Linked DNA regions of Mus musculus: regions 2 and 3 are each linked to region 1. Evidence: chromatin contacts called from public Hi-C and promoter capture Hi-C data. All regions are on one chromosome and are shown on one strand. The core of a region is the stretch at or near the end of the contact, and the rest is flanking DNA. Distances in the headings are between cores, read along the strand shown. Region 1 holds the start of Xirp1 (xin actin-binding repeat containing 1). Region 2 has its middle 23 kb from the start of Gm38642. Region 3 has its middle 25 kb from the start of Mobp.

The links. Promoter capture Hi-C pulls out the DNA fragments that hold promoters and counts their contacts. Hi-C and Micro-C count contacts between places; a contact is called where the count stands out from the background.
Region 2: a contact with region 1 is called in a Hi-C map of Th1 cells, with 4 times the contacts expected there. The contact joins the enhancer-like site here to the promoter of Xirp1 in region 1. A contact is called at or near these places in 7 of 39 promoter capture datasets (the HPC-7 cell line, HPC-7-derived erythroid cells, embryonic stem cells and 4 more), 18 of 484 Hi-C or Micro-C datasets (CD4 T cells, CD8 T cells, the G1E-ER4 cell line and 7 more) and 2 of 9 other capture datasets (embryonic stem cells and pancreatic islet).
Region 3: a promoter capture Hi-C map of hippocampal neurons shows a contact between it and region 1, with 2.7 times the contacts expected there. The contact joins the enhancer-like site here to the promoter of Xirp1 in region 1. A contact is called at or near these places in 9 of 39 promoter capture datasets (the C10 cell line, the HPC-7 cell line, HPC-7-derived erythroid cells and 5 more), 3 of 15 datasets of contacts at CTCF or cohesin (embryonic stem cells, large pre-B cells and pro-B cells), 65 of 484 Hi-C or Micro-C datasets (B cells, the Ba/F3 cell line, CD4 T cells and 32 more), 5 of 115 datasets of contacts at active chromatin or transcription factors (T-cell acute lymphoblastic leukemia, bone marrow-derived dendritic cells, embryonic stem cells and 1 more) and 3 of 9 other capture datasets (embryonic stem cells, liver and pancreatic islet).

The regions. Positions count from the first base shown.
Region 1 is chr9:120,021,564-120,025,491 of GRCm38.p6, reverse strand. It overlaps Xirp1 (xin actin-binding repeat containing 1), which reads left to right and starts at 1,894. Exons shown (of 3, transcript NM_011724.3): 1 at 1,894-2,058.
Region 2 is chr9:120,189,441-120,193,368 of GRCm38.p6, reverse strand. No RefSeq gene overlaps it. Among named protein-coding and RNA genes, the nearest start is that of Gm38642, 23 kb to the left of the region's middle. Within about 2 kb of position 2,223, at least 86 of the 459 cell types and tissues checked have an H3K27ac peak or open chromatin away from gene starts, as enhancers often do. A contact at or near this core is called in Th1 cells, hematopoietic stem and progenitor cells, hippocampal neurons and 1 more, where this site is marked.
Region 3 is chr9:120,172,634-120,176,561 of GRCm38.p6, reverse strand. It overlaps a transcript of Mobp not described here. Among named protein-coding and RNA genes, the nearest start is that of Mobp, 25 kb to the right of the region's middle. Within about 2 kb of position 1,616, at least 12 of the 459 cell types and tissues checked have an H3K27ac peak or open chromatin away from gene starts, as enhancers often do. A contact at or near this core is called in cerebral cortex and hippocampal neurons, where this site is marked.

The DNA.
Region 1 (3,928 bases), core at 645-3,144:
CAGCCCTGGCTGGCCTGTAGATCAGACTGGATTCAAACTCACAGAGAACCACTGTCTCTGCCTCCCATGTGCTGGGAGTAGAGGTGTGCACCACCATACCCCACTTAATTAGATCTTTTTTCAGAAACAGTTTTCTGTTTGAAGACCACAGGACAACGGCAGAGGTTGGTTCTCTCTGTCCACCAGGTGGGTCCCTGGGGATTGAACTCAGGTCATCAGCCTTGGTGGCCAGTGCCTTCAGCAGCTGAGCCATCACCCCACCCCACGCTATGTTTTTCTTATAAAGAGTGGGCAGTTTAATAACACACACTACATGGTCAGCACTCTCCACAGCCATTTTCATGTGATAATTCATTCAGTGCTCAAAGTCACCCAGGGAGGCCTTCGCTGCTGGTTGTAGATGTTCCTGCTTCCTCTGGGACACCCTGTGAGAGGGAGGCTCTGCCACTTCTGTCCCTGCCAGGGACAACCAGGATTCTGGAGCAGAGGATGAGGACAGGGGGGTAGGGCATCCAAGATGCACCTCCCAGGCCCAAGCTGACAGCAGGATGGTATTGACACCATGGACAAGGTTCACAACGCACCTGTCATCACCCCTGGCATCTGAAGGCACATGTAATTCAGAAGGAAGACCGGACACTCACACCCAGGGAGGAGCCTGGTTTCCCACCTGTTGCCTGTGCCCTGGGCTACTCGATGTCTGACCCTACCCGCCCTTGGGGGTTGGAGGTGAGGTGGTGCAGAGTCAATGACAGACTCCAGAACAGGTGAGAAAGGCTGCAGCAAGCTCTCTCTATGCTGCTCTAAGCTCCTTTAATACCCTCCACCCATGCCCCATTGGTACCAAGAAAGCGTCTCTCCTAAACAGCAGAACCTGATTGGCTGGCATTGTCTGCACCAGCAGACAACTATCTCTCAGGCAGTCCTCAATTAGGTCCTCCTGCAGGAGATGCTTTTGTGGCTCTGCGGCCCGCAGGGTTTACATAAAGGCGGTGCCATTCCTGCTACACCCACCTGGGACAAAAGCCACTTCCGTATTTTCTGTGGCATCTCTCCACACCAGCCTTAGCGCCAAGTAAGTGACGAAGCCTGCCAGGTCCCCCGGGGCTCCGTGTGACTGAGGAAGAGACAGGTGCACAGTCTGTCACTCCATCTGTGACCACGAAGATGATGACTCCAGGGTCAGAAATAACTCCACAGTCAGTTACCATGTGTAGGTCCTCCCAGCCATTCCCAGAGAGTCTGGGCCGTGAGTCAGAGGGAAGAGTCTAGAAGGAGCCATGGACCCAGATCACTGGGCTGGGACACCATGCATTCAGCCTTCAGATCTTTTGATAAATTAAGGGCCTGTTCCTTCAGAAATCTCGCTCACCCCCAAGTTTACTTCCCTCATAGCTTCAAAGACCTGGACTGTGGAGCTAGGGTAAGAATAGACGGGAGACAAGGCCAGCTTTGTTTTTGCACGGAGAGAAACAGAGGTTGAGCCTTTTACATGAAGGTGACTCTGGTAGTGAGAAGCCTGGTCCTGCACTCAGGGAGATGCTGGGCTTTGGGCTCGGTGGACCATGTGTGGTAACAATAGCTCAGCATAGAGAGAGAGGGCCTGCGGGATGAGAGGACAGGGTCACCCACACGTCAAGTGTCCCCCTATTCATCTCCTCAAAATAACCTAGATGTCTCCATCCAGGACTGAGTCACCCACCCCAGTCCTCCGGGCAGACTTGGGTTGAATGGGACTCCTCCTCCACCCTAGCCCTCCCTAGCCCAGAGGAATTGTAACTGATTCCCCAGGATGGAAAAGTGACTTCCACGAGCCCTAAAAATAACCGGACCACTTAATACTCCGAACATAGCCTCTCCCCCGCCCCCACCCTCACCCACCCCTAGCCGGCCAGATAAAGGCAGCTGCCTGGTTGGCAGAGAACGGAGACCTAGAGCCAAGGTAGAGAGAGGCAGGGGACCCAGGAACAGAACAGAACTGACAACAAAGAATCCCGGCAGAGCGACAGACCCCAAGGCTAGACACCCAAAAGCACCCAGACACCAGCCAGACCCTTGGTGAGTACCCTCCCCTCTTGTGTTATAGGCTAGGCTACCGCTCTACTCCGTGGCCCTCTGGACCTTGCAGCGTGGGTGTCAGGAGGGAGTCTAGCGGTAGCGGGGAAGGTGTGGAGAGGATGTGGTACAGGTGTACAGGCCCTCAGCGAGGAAAGCCACCAGGACTTATCTCTAGAAGGTAGCAAGTGTTTGTATGTGGTCAGAAGTTGCTGTGGCTACCTCAGGCGGGCCCAAGAAACAGATTCATTCTGATCTAGTATCATCGAGAGGTAGTTTCACTTGGTAGCCGGGAGCTTTGTGTTGTTTTTAATTTTTAAATTACAGTTTTGTTTATTTTGTGTGCATGTGAGTGGGTCCATGTGTCGTGGTGAAAGTGTAGGGGTCAGAGTACATTGTTTCTCTTTGACCATGTGTATGACACATGATAAAAACAGGACTGGAAATAACAGGTCCTCAGAAATAACAGGACGTACCTGTACCACTGGCCCATCATTCTGGCCTGGAGTTCTGATTGTTTTCTGTTTTGTTTGAGACAGGATTTCTCAGTGTAGCCCTGGCTGTCCTGGAACTCGATTCGTAGACCAGGCTGGCCTCGAACTCAGAGATCCACCTGCCTCTGCCTCCAGAGTGCTGGGATTAAAGGTGTACGCCATCACCGCCAAGCAGAAGTTTTGATTTTTCAGATGCAGCTATGAGCCCGGGACATAGCTCAGCTGGTTATGTGCTTGCATAGCATGCACAAAGCCCTGGGTCCACCAAATAAAACCAGAAAAGATGCTGCATGTTTGTAATCTGTGTCAGGAGGGTCTGAGGTCCAAGGTCATCCTCAACTACTCGCTAAGTCCGAGGCCAACCTGAACTGGGTGAGACTCTGTCTGAAAAAGAGATAAAAATGCTGAAGGCCAGAGACCCAGGACAGCCAGAGCCAAACCATGGCCCAGGGCAAGCCCAGTCCCCAGCTATTGCTGGTCACGGTCTTAGCATAACCGGCCCCAGCAAGCAATGTTGTGCCCAGGCTAGCCTGTGAGTAACTTCCCTCCTGAGGCAGCTTTGGTAGAATGACTTTGTCCCATGGGGACATCCTCCAGCTAAGCCTGGGGTGACTCAGGATGGAGAGATCAGATCTGAATGTGCCCAATGGTAGGCATCTAGAGCAGGCTGGTGCCTAAGAGGGTCCGAGGTGGAGGTGGGTGGTCCTGACTTGCTGGCAGTGCTGAGTGACTGTCTCGGCATAGGGGACCTGCTCATGGACAGTTTTTGAAATTACTATACCCTAAACCTGCCCCCCCAAACCTGCCCTCAGAAGTCTCAGGCCAGATGAGAGTGGAGCCGGGAAGCCTGAAAGCCTGCCGCAGCCTTTTCTGAGACCTCAGCTGAGCCTCCATGGGCAGCCCCTGTCCCCTTGCTGGGTTTCTGTATCCCCTAACAACAGGCCATTAGATTCTTTGGCCTCTGTGACCCTAGCAAGGATTCTGGGGATCCCTGGGAGTCTGAGCTGGGGACAGCTGGCAGTCTGTATAGGAAATCTTCCCAGGCCACTCTCATGGTGACTAGATAGAGCAGAAGTGGGGACAGGCATGGGTTTGTGTGTGGTCTCCTACACAGAGCTCAGAGACAAGAGGGACCACCCTGAGGTTTTGCTTGGGGCTCCATAAGGGGATATCAGATCTTGCTTCCTCATATCCTCAGTGGAGAGGCCAGAGAGGGAGTGGGGCAAAAACTCTCCCTTCTCCTCCTTCTGAGGTAGGAGGTCAGGAGGACAAGAGGTCAGGAATATGCTCTGTCCCTTGTCACCAGCGTCCCTGCTTTGCCGCACATCCTCGGATGCCTTTGGGCAATTGGTATCTGCAGGTTGGCCTACAGGGCAAAT
Region 2 (3,928 bases), core at 974-3,473, 170 kb before region 1:
TATGAACATACATATAGCTATGCACGCATACCTGCATATATACATATATACATGCATGCATACATACATACCTGTATACATACATGTATGGATGGATGCATGGAATATTTTTTATGGGAAAAAATAAAAGTAGTGGAGACAGAGAGGTTTGTTCTTCCTAAAATGGCCGCTCCTGGGGGAGTCCAGGAAGCTGTAGTCCTACTGTGCTTCCTCCTCTCCCTTCTACTCTCCAAGTAGGAAGTCTCACTCTTTCTGCAAGGCTTGCATAACTCCTCTTGGCATATCCTCTTCTTCAGATCTTCGTGTGCATCAAGACCTCCTGGAGTCAGAGCCAAGCTCACAAAAGAGCTCAAAGCTATATCTGCCTGCAAAACACCCTCAGCTGCAGTCTACAGAGTCATGGGCTTTGGCAAAAAATAGCGGAATGCGGAGTTAGCATAGCGCCAGCCATCCACGTGTTCTGAAAGTGGATCAACCACTCTGCAGGCTTGTTCTGCTGACCTCAGGATTTCCTTTTGTCTTTCTGCCTAGCAGGTTCCAGGTTCACGAAGAAGCTGACAGGATGCTTCGAGCACAGGGTGAGGCCTCAGAAGCCAAGCCAAGTGGACTCTGGGCAGGCTACATAGAGACTGGGGCTTGGAAACATTGGGCGACCCCTCCCACTTGGTAATCGCACGCTGTCCAATTCGAGGCAGGATGGAACCTGCCACAGAAGGGAACATATCCAATGTAATTATGACACCGCTTCCCTAAGGATTTTTGTGTTTTTATCCCCATGCTTGTGTGCTCATGAGTGAGTGCAGGCACACGTGTGCCCAGTGCACAGGTGACAATCAGAGGAGAGCTGCAGGTAACTGCCTCACCTTGACTGAATCCAAGTCTCATGTTGTTTCCCGCTACACACAACAGGCTAGCTGGCCTGTGAATTTCTGGGGATTCGCTGCCATCTGCCTCCATCCACAGGAGCAGAGGGATTACTGGATTGTCTTACCGTGTGGGGCTTTCCATGGGTCCCTGGGGTCCAAACTGAGGGTCTCACACTTGCATACCAAGCCTTTGCCCACTAAGCCCTACAGCATCAACGCTGGCCTCATGAGGAGGAGTATTTGTGGGGGGTTCGTTTGTTCTGTTTGCTTGTTGGCCAGCCAGCCTCAATATTTTACAACATGCTGAGTCACTGGTATCACAAATATTTTCTTCTTTTACCATGGCTGTTGTTACCAGGCACCAAACAATGAGACTTCAAGGTCCAAATTAACGTGAGCATCCTGATCAGCACCCCAGCTCCTGTCGCTGTGTAAAGCTGATACCACAAACGTAGGATCTGACCAAGCCTTGGCTTTGCCTGGCTGTTTCTGTCTGCGGTAACCTCAGCCTTGGGGTTAGCTTGTCTGTCCTGTCGATGATGGCTCCATACTCCTCTGGAATGAGAACTCTCCTGAGCTGGGGCTCTGGCCACACCTACACTGGCATGCAGCTTGCTCTTGAGAGCTACGCACGGCTGCTCTGTGTCATCAGCCCGAGGAAGGAAGCAGTAAGCATATCCAGTCCCCCTTCTGCGGGCATTTCCATCAAATCAAAGTCAAGACGAATTCTGACTCAAAAGCTGCCTCTATGACAAAGCTCTCAATTGCCTACTATTCCTGAAGAAGAGAAAAATCTCTCTGTATACCATGAGTATGGTGGTAATTAGAAGCCAACCTTTGTCAGCCTTGGCCCCACTGAAAAGTTCAGAGGTTTCAGGAGAAACTGCAGCCGGTGCTGCCCTCTAGTGGCCGTTTATTCAGGTGTCTTTGGAAAATGGGCTTGAAATTGAGAAAGGCTATGGAGGTGGTGGGGTGGGGGGAGACGATGCAGGGGCTAGGGAGGAGCGGGCAGTGCGAAATGGTCACAGTATTAAACCAGCTCCTAATGACGTATACCCACAGATCAATGCGTCCGTCAGCCCTCAACAGAGAAGCTTCTTTTACAATAGACGGCGGCGATTAACACCGAGACCCACAGAGCCTCCAGGCTGTGAGGAGAGCGAGCGAGAGAGAGAGAGAGAGAGAGAGAGAGAGAGAGAGAGAGAGAGAGAGAGAGAGAGAGAGAGAGAGAGAGAGAGAGAGAGTGTGTGTGTGTGTGTGTGCTCAGCTGAAAAGCGACATCTCCGGAACCGCTGCTGGAGAAAAGGCAGAGAGACTGTAAGATCCAGAGGCAGTGGATAACGAAAGGGAAAGAGACCCATCCGGATACAGCAGGACAGCTGCACATATGAGCTCACCCGTGGCTGTGGCAGCGGTCTCAAGCATTGCACAAACCTAAGCCCACCGAACGCCAGTGTGGAAAGGGGATAAGTGTGAGCCCCACACCTGAGGAGGAGCCATTGGCGGTTAATGGCTGCTAGGAGCGGAAGAGTCCGTCTTCTTTAAGGGTGTGGGCCCTGCTAAGTGAAAGCACCCCGGTCCAGTGGGCACCCACCAGATTATGTGGGTGTGCCAACTGCAGTGACTTGGTGGACTAAAAGGGGGGCAAAATTAGGTGGAGAGGGAAGAGGGGATGAAGAGAATGGGAGAGGCTGGGGACGGGGCAGATATAACTTTGTACAAAATTCTCAAAGAACTAAGAGGAATTGAGGGGGAAAAAAGAGAAAGTCCTACTTTTATTATTGCTTAATGAGTCATTTTTTGTGTGTGTAACTAGACAACTTTTAATCCCCCTTATTCTATGAGTTTTAGAAATTCTGAAGACCCACTTCTGAAAATAACCTTTTCAGTGTAAGTGGACACAAAACTTGTTTGGGGTGATGCGGGATGGGCGGCAGTTTGACTGGGTCTGTTCCTACGGAGGATGTTTCTGGATAACGTGAAAATCTAAGTGTAGACTGATGTGGTGGCGTAGAGAGTTAAAGGGTGGAGACACAGCATGGGCCCCATCCAGTCAGTGTATGGCCCACATAGCCCCGACAAGCTGTGACACTGGCTGCCACTGGACTTGAACCTGTTTATGTTCACAGGCTCTCAGCCTCTGGATTGGAGCTGACACTGTCTTACCCAGGGTTTCTATTTCTGCACAAAACATCATGACCAAGACACAAGTTGGGGAGGAAAGGGTTTATTCAGCTTATACTTCCACATTGCTGTTCATCACCAAAGTCAGTCAGGACTGGAACTCAAGCAGGTCAGGAAGCAGGAGCTGATGCAGAGGCCATGGAGGGATGTTCCTTTCTGGCTTGCTTCCTTGGCTTGCTTAGCCTGCTTTCTTATAGAACCCAAGACTGCCAGCCCAGGGATGGCACCACCAACAAGGGGTCCTTTCCCACTTGATCACTAATTTAGAAAATGCCTTACAGCTGGATCCCATGGGGGCATTTCCTCAAAGGAGGCTCCTTTCTCTGTGATAACTCCAGCCTGTGTCAACTTGGCACACAAAACCAGCCAGTACAGACCCCAATAGGTCTCCCTGGCCTCAGGCTCTTGGGTTTCCTCAGACTCACCATCAGCTCTCATATTCTGGATCCTCAGTTTGTAAGCATGGATATTAGAACTGCTCTGCCTTTGGGCTCACAAGCCAGTTCTTGATAACGAACATCCCCGTGCATACACAGATTGTTTCTATTTCCTGAGAAGTTTGACAAACGAGCTTGACTTCAAGGAATTTGGAGAAAAACAACAAGAAAGTGGTAATCTGGAGACACTGACTCCAGCTAACAAAGTAGGGTGGAGAAAATTGAGAAAGAAATCAAGGAAACCATACCTTTCAAAAGCCTCAAAAGAGTTTGAGGGATAACCAAAGAAGTGAAAGACTTGCACAATAAAAATCTTAAGAATTCAAAGAAAGAAACTGAAGAAGACATCAGAAGATGGAAAGATCTCCCATGCTCATGGATCAGTGGAACTAAGATTGTGAAACGGATACCTACCAAAAACAACCTACAAATTACATGCAA
Region 3 (3,928 bases), core at 367-2,866, 150 kb before region 1:
CAGGCAAGAGCTACCCCACACCTCACCACTGAATGTGAAAATTCACTTAATCTACAATTCTCCCTCCCCCTTTCCCCATCCAGTGAGAAGCCCCCTCAAGTGATCAATATGTCTCCCTCCTTTTGTCCCCAAGCTCCCTGCCCACCACCTAGGTTCTTAGCTCCATCAGTTAATTGCCATGTGGCTCTTCATCAGACATCCTGCTGTCCCTGTCCCAAGAGCATTGCATTACAATCAACAGCTCCCGAGCTAACAACCTGATGGGACCCATCCTCTGCTTCCTTGGAGGCCAGGCTAAGCTGAGGGTGTTACATTTACATTCATGGATTCCCCATCCTCACTTCCATTTCCTGCCAAGGTCACAAGCAATTCCCAGTGAGCTGCAATCGACGCCTCTGAGTCCTCAAAAGGATCCAAACTTTTTGAAAATTATTTTTAAAACTATTCTTAAAAGCAAATAAACATTCTTTCAGTCAGCAAGTATTTATTGAGTTCTTGTTAGTGCCAGATAACTGGAGACAGGATAAATCAGTGGGGCCGCCGTGGGATTTACATTAGGCAAAGCATTGGGGCGAGAATTAAACAAATAAGTGAGCAGATGATCCTGGAAGACAATGATGGAGTCTGGTGACCGTGGAGGAATCTCTGAGAAGATATCTGCGCTCAGGGCACCTGTGTAGGAGCCGTAGGCCAGAGCGTGACAGGCTCTGAGGAGCATGCACACAGCCCCATGGTGAATGAAGCACCCCATTAGCAGCTCACACGTACAAGAGAGGGAACAGGAGGAAGAAATGGTGAGGTCTTCCTGGGTGGGGAAAGGCTTCTAAGTCCTGGCTAGGATGCACCCATCCTCGAAGAACCATGAGTCTGGTACTCTCTTGTTTCCTTTTTCCCCATTTCCATGTGGATGTGTGGTGTGTGGTGTGGTGTGGTGTGGTGTGTGTGTGTGTGTGTGTGTGTGTGTGTGTGTGTGTGCAAGTGTATGTGCACAAGCATACAGGGGTGCATGTGCATGGAGTCCCTGAGTTTGACATTGGGAGTCAGTCCTATATCTTCTACCATAGTCACTGAGGAAGGGTTTCCCAGTCAGTCCCAAAGCTCACTGATATGGCCACTCTTGCTTGCTCTGGGATCTCCTGTCACCAGCTTCTCAGTTTGGATTTAGAGGTACGTTGTCAGGCCTACCCAGCATTCGTGTGGGTCATGGGGATTTGAACTCTAGCTCTCATGCTTGCAAGGCAAGAATTTTTTAACCACTGAGTCAGGCCCTGAGCCTGGTTTCCTTGTGAATAGAGACATGGCCTCCTTCCCGTCCACTGGCCTCCTAAGGAGAAAAGTGTTAGGAGGGGTGAGGAGTGACAAGGTTTGTGTGTGTGTGTGTGCGTGTGCGTGTGCGTGCGTGCGTGCGTGCGTGTGTGTGGTATATGTGTGTGTGTATGTATCTGTGTAGTGTGTATGTGTTTGTGTGTGTCTCTCTCTATCTCTCTTTCTCTATTCTTTGTGTTTATAACTTACCAAAGTTTGGGCTCAAAGCAAGCTGAAGTTGTGGGGCCGACCCAGATGGAGCCTGACTAGAGATGGATCTATCCAACTCCTCTCCTTCCACCCTCCGCCCCCGCCCATCTGGGCTGACTAGGGAAAAGAGGCCCAAGCCGATCACCATGTGCCCCCTGCTGAGAAGGCTTTGGGACTCTGAAGTGTTGCATGTACCGTTGTGGCCTTTTCATGACGACCTCCTGCAGTTCATGACGACCTCCTGCAGTTGAGGCCTTTGGGGGACAAGAATGAACCTGGGACTTGGAAGGGCCTCTAGCATTTGCACTTGGGCAAGAAAACTGAGAGCTGGCACATATTCTCCCCAAGCTACTCCCAAGGCCAACACCCACACAGCAGTCCACACGAGTACAAGGCAGTACGAGGCGCTTCCATCTGGCCCAATCTCTGTCCCCACAGCAAGTGTACAGATGGGTACAAGCAAGTGCCACGCCATGGGGGAGGGCTGGCTCCTGTGGTCTAGAACAAAAAGAGCCCATGCTCGGGCTCATTCTTCCCCGGGAGTCTGGAGGCTACGGACTGTGGAGGCAGACCAGAGCGAGGAGACGGAAACTCAGCCCCGCGCTACTCCACCTCCACAGTGAGCACAGACCCCTTCATCCCGTGGAAGGCCTCCTACTCAGGGATGGGATCTTGGACTGATAACTCTCTAACACACGCACACATCACACGCGCACGCGTACGCGCACGCGCAAACACACACACGCACACACACACGCACTTTGCCTTCCTTTCCAGAAGGCCAAGTTCCCTTCCTGTTTTCCTTCACCTCTCCTTGCCACAGACATAGCCGCGGAGGGCCAGCCAGGGGAAGCACTGGAGCATCAGGCCTCTCAGGAATTTGAGGGGTTTTGATTTGGAGACAGAAACGCTCCTGGCACTCTTTCTAGACCTATACAAGTGCGCATGGGGACTTGTCCAGGATGCTGCGAGGGAAGTGATTGGGAGGGTTGGGGGACAGGGCTGAAGCCATATGACCTTCCTAAATGATATCATTTGAAAGCAGTCAGAGCTGCGCCGGGCGCCTGTGCAGGTGACAAGCTCAAAGGCAAGGCTTTAGAGGGTGGTTCTCCCCAGACTGGGGCAGGAACTGATTCTCTCAAAGCCCTGTGTGAGGCTGGAGACTGGGCCCGCGGAGGGGGAGGAAGGAGGATGCCTCCATTTCCTCTGTTTCTGACACAAGTTACCTACAGTTCACATGGGAATTTAGCGCGATCCCCTACTTATCGGAACATCGCCGCATTTAAGGATCATACAACAACTTAGTATCTTACAATTCCATGGCCCTTCACCAGACTCGACTCTGGCTCTGAGTACTGCTGGCTAAGAGGTGAATGGGAAGCAAATGGTGTGCGAGCAAGAGAGGCCGGACAGAGAGCCAGGAAGAGAAAAAAAAGTATCAAGAGTCATGTTTGCTGACCAGATGCAGGGAGGGAGGGGAGAGGAAGAAGGAGGAATGTGTGTGGATTAGCTCTGCAATCACCTTTGCCAAAGACCCTGAGGAAGCGTGCACCTGCCAGAGAGAAAGGGGCTCCAGATGAAACCAAAAGACCCGTTCCCTGAGCTCTGGAGCACAAGAGATCCTTCCAGGACTCCGTGGCTAGAGTACGACACGAAGAGCCCCCTTCTCACCTCCAGGAAGGCTGCCCTAAGGCTCCCACACCATGGGGACTGAGGGCATCTGTGGTTGTTACATCAGCAGGCGTCCACTCCTGCATCATACTTGAGGTCAGATAATTCGTCTGAGAGCAGATGGGTTGCGGGAAGCAGTGAGTCCACAGGCAGAGGCTGTCCATTCACAAGAAGTCCCTTCTCGGTCACTTCTTCCTTGGGGTTGACCTGCTCCTCCTCCTCAATCTGATTTATAGAGAGAAAAAGAAAGATTTATGAATTGGTAGGTGGTGTCCACTTCCTGCAGAGCACTTAGAACAACAGTGACTTCACGGGCATTTTAAAAAGATGTGTTTACTCTGTGTGTGTGTGTGTGTGTGTGTGTGTGTGTGTGTGTGTGTGTGTGTCTGTGTCTGTGTGTGTCTGTGTGTCTGTGTGTGTCTGTGTGTCTGTGTGTGTCTGTGTGTCTGTGTGTGTCTATGTGCACCATGTGCATGCAGTTCTCACAGGTTCCAGAAGAGGGCGCTAAAACTAAAGTTATAGAGTTGTAAGCCACCATGTAGGTGCTGGGAACTGAACTCAGGTCCTACAAGAGCAAGAAGGGCTTTTAACTGCTGAGCTCTGAGTGAACCACTTGAGATGATTTTTTTGTTTTGTTTTGTTTTTTTGTTTTGTTTTTTCTCCTTAGAAATCCAGCTTTCTCAACTCTTTTAATCTCTGGGCAAAACTGATATGTTGATTTCTTTTTTTCCTGAACTGAGCA